Regions from separate parts of the Ovis aries genome. Here region 2 is linked to region 1. A link is a contact called in public Hi-C data. All regions are on one chromosome and are shown on one strand. Each heading gives the region's core, a stretch centred on a gene start, on an enhancer-like site or on the middle of the called end of the contact. The rest is flanking DNA. Distances are from core to core; before and after follow the strand shown.

Region 1 (2,700 bases), core at 43-2,542:
CACTGAATTTAACTCGCCCTTTTCCATCTCACTACCTTTGCAAATGTGGTTCCCCCTCTCTGGAATGCCTTCTATAGAAGATCAGCCTTTCTACCCCAGAGGCAGAGGTAAAGGAAGGTTGCCACCACCCCTTCTCAGACCTGGATCTACCTTGCTGTTTTTACACCTTTCTCTCCCAGGAGACTGGGAGCCCCTAGAGGGCAGCGGACCCATAAGTCATCTCTCTAAATGCCCAGCAACCAGGTACAGAAGAGCTTGGCAGTGAGGAGCGGAAACTGGATCCATGGATATTTGATGGTCAAATGAATCCTCCCCTCCCCTCCTCAACACAGACTCTTCCAGAGAGCCTGTCATCTACTCACAAGAGCTCTGCCAGCTCCCCCACTTCCCCCACCAAGGCAAGGAGGAGGTTCCGAGGCTGATGGAACTGCTCCCAGTCTCGTTCAGCAGCGAACTCAGCATGGAGGCGGCGGCTGGAATGGGAGAAAGAGGTGGAAGTCCAGGTCCAAGGTTAGGGGTTGGGGGAGGAGATGCGGGGCCCTGGCAGGTACTCAGTGAGATGCAATGGGGGCATGCGAGTCAGAGGGGATTCTGCAACTAATTCTTTGGATGGCCTAAACAGGTCATCTCTTTTTTAAAGGATGTGGTTTTCTCATCTGTAAAATGGGTGCATCCTTACACAGACCCTAAACTATCGAAATCTAATAATACCCTCGTTTTCATTGTTCCACTTCCTGTTGCTGCTTCTACAGTTTTCCTCCACCTGGAATAACCCTGTCTCTGCATATCTAAATCCTATTGATTTTACGGAATGCAGCCCCAGGACACTTCCCCCAAGAAGCCCTCTTGGATTTCCTCTAGAAAGAAATGTCTTCGACGTCTCAACACTGCATTTGCTCCCATCCTACCTCCCGCTCCTGGAGGACAGAGGCAGGGCAGAAGCATCACCGTACTCCGGCATGTCCCCTGCCTCAGATGTGTATAGTTAAGCCCATTTTGCAGAGGAGAAGGTTAGAAGTTCGCCTGGGGTCAGCCCCCAGAACTAGAACCTGAGCACAGCTGCTAGCCTTTCTTTCCGAACACGTGGAGGGACCCTACCCGAAAGGAGGGAGTAGGGGCGATCTACCCAGCTCAGGCTGGGCAAGGACGGCTTACATGTCCTCCAGCGTTGGTTCCGAGCTGAAGCTGAAGGGGCCGGTAGCGGTAGTGCTCTCTCCTCTGGCACCTCCACGAATCTCTTCATTCGCGGACATGCCGCCCACCGAGCTGCAGCGGGGACCGTCAGGGAGAACCAGCAGCCAAGCTCAGAGCCCCCGCCTCCAGAGCCCCTGACCAATCACAGGCGTTTGTGATTGCCTCACAGGGGCGGAGCCAAAGGAAAGACCAGTTACTCATGTGGAGTTAGCTAAATCCCTCCCCTTACCCGGACTGGACCAACCTGAGAGGCCTTCAAGCGGGTGTTCTTTGGCTCTCGCCCCTGAATTCTTGAGTCTTGACCAAAAACCTTAAAGATATAGGTACCGGATTCGACCAGGGGAAGAGACAAAGGGCAGAGAGCGGAGAGCGCAGGCGCGTCATTTCCCTTTGGGGCGCCAGATGGCACCAAAGCGAAATGACAGTTCCGGGAGCCTCGTGGCGAACCCCAGAAACGAATGGTTTAAAGGAGAGAGGAGAGTTTATTAAAACGATACAGGAATGTCTCCAGGATAAAACTGAGCCTGAGGAATGAACTGGAACTAGGGTTGTTCAGTCGCTCAGTCGTGACCGACTCTGCGACCCCGTAGACTGCAGCATGCCAGGCTTCCCTGTCCTTCACTGCCTCGAAGTTTGCTCAAACTCGTGTCCTTTGAGGACTTCTCTGTAACCTAAAAGGTGAACAATCTGCCTGTAATGCCAGAGACCAGGGTTCGATCCTTGGATCTGGAAGATCCTCTGGAGAAAGGAATGGCAATGCACTCCAGTATTCTTGCCTGGAGAATCCCATGGACAGAGAAGCCTGGTTGGCTGCAGTCTGTGGGGTCGCAAAGAGTCGGACACGGCTGAGCCACTAAAACACACACACACACACACACACACACACACACGTCCATTGAGTCGATGATGCCATGCAACCATCTCATCCTCTAGGGGAACTAGGGAAGCTGTTTCAATTTTACATATTTAATCCTCACAGCCTTTCATTCAGTCCTCAAATCAGCCCTCTGAGGTAGTTAATATTATAGTCATCATCTCCGTTTTACAGACACAGAAACTGAGAGATTGAGTAATTTAACTCTACAGCTAGTTAAGTGGTAGCCAGGTTACAAATTTAAGCAGTTTGGCTTCAGAATCTGGGTTAACTCCTACACTGCTGCTACTGCGGCTGCTGCTAAGGCGCTTCAGTCGTGTCCGACTCTGTGCGATCCCATAGACGGCAGCCCACCAGGCTCCCTCGGCCCTGGGATTCTCCAGGCAAGAACACCGGAGTGGGTATATTGTCTCAAATGGTGATAAGTACTATGGTAGATAGTAAGATAGAAAGGACCTGGATCCTTGATAACATTGCTGAGCCACTTATTTTAAAATAGGTTACAGAGATGCCCTGATTTAAGACTCTGGTTGTATAAGATAATAAATCACTTTATTGGTCAAACCACTTTTAGGGTTTTGTTTTTGCTACTTGTCTTTGAGAAATTGACATTTAACCTGAGTAATTATTAA
Region 2 (2,700 bases), core at 43-2,542, 160 kb after region 1:
ATTTCCTTTACATGCAGTGTCCAGAAAAGGCACATCTTCAGAGACCGAAAGCAGATTAGGGTTGCCAGGAGCTGAGGGAGGAGAGAATGAGGAGTGATAGCTGAGGAGTTTCTTTCTGGGGTTATGAAAATGTGCTTAGTTGATTGTGGTGATGGTTTCATAACTCTAAATATACTAAAAAAAAACACCCCACACCATTGAATTGTACAGTTTAAACGGGTGAATTATATGGTGTGTGAATAATATCTCAATAAAGCCGTTAAAAAACAAAACTATGTCTTGCCTGGAGAATCCCAGGGACGGGGGAGCCTGGTGGGCTGCCCTCTCTGGGGTAGCACAGAGTTGGACGCGACTGAAGCGACTTAGCAGTAGCAGCAGCAGTCATAGACATAGCAAGATGATCGTGGTAAATAATTATAAAAGGCTTCGTAGACACTCTAGGACAGCCCCTCCCCAAGCTTCAGCTCACTACGCCCCCTGTTCCTCGGGCATTTTGCCCGGTTTGAGTAATCCGCTTCTGGGGCTCCCGTCTAAGAACTCGCTTAATTAGGTACTCTGTGAATAGACGAATAAAGGGAGACCACGAAAGGCCCTCACAGAGTGCCCCCAGGTGGCCATAGGTCTCTACATCACTTTCGGTAAAGAGCCTTCTGCGCCTCAGATTTCACTTCTCCAAGACTAACTCTGCCGCGGCGGTAAAGCTAAACAGCTCACAGCCTCCTTGGCGGGATCCAGGCTCTGGGCTTCAACTGCGGAACGGTGCTGGTGCGGCGGGCTTGAATTCTTCCAGTCCCCAAGTCCTGGATGCCCCAATCCAAGGGCCACTCTCTTTTCCGAGCCAAGGAGCACTGCCCTGCTAGACCCGGCGTCTGAGTCGGCCCGGATCTGGCTACAAGTTGGGGCCAAGCTGCGGCCAAAACAGAGGAATCATAGCGTCGTGGGTCACTCTAGGACTCAACAGTGAACAAAGGCATCGGAAAATGCCCTAAGAGAATATGGCGGCGACTGCCTTCACAACCATCATTCAAATACAGTCGGAAGCTAGTCATTCGTTTCCTTCAGATGATCTTATCAAATAAGAGCCAGCTCCAAATATTTAGCTCCAGCTCTTAATACTCCTAACCCATTGGTGCTTGCGGAGATTAGCTTGAGGACGTGTCTTCTGACAATGCCCAGTGATTGGACTGTTTACATCACTGAAATAACGAAGTCCACGCTGATTGGCCTCCTGGGCCAGACTCCAGGACGCTGTTGCTAGGTAACGCCTGACAGAGGGCCAGGTTCTCAGGTCTGCAGCAGGAGTCCCCAGGAGGTTACTAATGCAGGGAGCCCAAACTGATCAGCGCCCTCTGGGAGATTCTACGTCGACTCTTTCTGTTCTGCTGACCCCCAAGGCCTCAGAGAGTGCGTCCTGACAGCAAAATGAACTGGGTTCCTGTCCTGAGATATGCCGGTTTTATGGAACTGAGCACCTTTGTGGAATTTCTACATTGTTCCAGGTGCAAAACAGTCTTCTCATTGGAATCATCTAACTCTGAGCAACGCTCCATGTGAGGTCAGGGAGTGTGGTCCCTGTTAAAGACTCTTTGCAACCCCAAGGACTGTAGCCTGCCAGGCCCCTCTGTCCATGGGATTTTCCAGGCACGAGTACTGGAGTGGGTTGCCATTTCCTTCTCCAGGGGATCTTTCCAACCCAGGGGTCGAACCCAGGTCTCCCGCATTGCAGGTGGACGCTTTACCGTCTGAGCCACCACGGAAGCCCTATTTAAGAATAAGATTTTTTTAAAAAAAAGAACATTGAGACTGGGTGACTGGTACGCAGGTCTATCTGGCTCCAAGTCCAGTGCTCTTTCTGACCTAATCACTAGGGCTTTTCCTTCTGAGACATCTTGGCCCCGAGACTGTCCATTTCTTGACAGTCTTGTCATAAAGTCCCTGACAGACTAGCTGGACTTCAGTGACTTACAGAAGAGCCCCCTTCCCTTTTCTCCACCGCTCTGACAGCTGAGTGGGCAAAGTCAGAATTTAACCTGAGCATCTAATAACTATAGTGAAACAAGAAAAACAACCCACACCGTGTGCCAGCAGCTGTGCGGTTTGGTGGTTTAGTCGCCAAGTTGTGTCCGACTCTTGCGACCCCATGGACTTTCCGAATGGGGGCGCTCAAGCGCAGTCGAGTTAGAACCTCTTTACTGTAACATTTGTGTGTGCTATGTCGCTTCAGTTGTGTCTGACTCTTTGCGACCCCATGGACTATATAGCCCACCAGGCTCCTCTATCCATAGGATTCTCCAGGCAAGAATAATAGAGTGGGTTGCCATTTCCTTCTCCAGGGGATCTTCCCGACCCAGGGATTAAACCTACGCTTCAGGCGGCTCCTGCCTTGCAGGCAGATTCTCTACCGCTGAGGCACCGGGGAAGCCCAACACTGCTAAATTAAGGAACAGCAATAGAATCCAATGTATCTGGTTTTGAAGCCCATGTATCCTAACCATTCTGCTGTACAGCTACTCCTGGCACAGCAATTTCTCAAAAATATTGAAATAATGGGGAAAAAATTTGTTTGCTTTCCCCTTTTACTGGCTACTGGGCTACATTTTCATCACCTGTCCACCTAGGACAAATTCATGCCAACCAGGTTGTTGTCCTACTGTTCTGCTAAAGGAATTCTCTCCAGTCCTGCCAACCTCTTTGTTAAAA

The links. Hi-C and Micro-C count contacts between places; a contact is called where the count stands out from the background.
Region 2: a contact with region 1 is called in a Hi-C map of tail adipose tissue, with 6 times the contacts expected there. The contact joins the promoter of PRR14 here to the promoter of DCTPP1 in region 1. A contact is called at or near these places in 3 of 16 Hi-C or Micro-C datasets (blood and tail adipose tissue).

The regions. Positions count from the first base shown.
Region 1 is chr24:27,119,494-27,122,193 of ARS-UI_Ramb_v3.0, forward strand. DCTPP1 (dCTP pyrophosphatase 1) reads right to left here and starts at 1,293. Exons shown (of 3, transcript XM_004020904.6): 1 at 1,156-1,293; 2 at 363-473. The coding sequence starts at 1,253.
Region 2 is chr24:27,281,499-27,284,198 of ARS-UI_Ramb_v3.0, forward strand. It overlaps PRR14 (proline rich 14), which reads left to right and starts at 1,293. Exons shown (of 11, transcript XM_027961457.3): 1 at 1,293-2,700.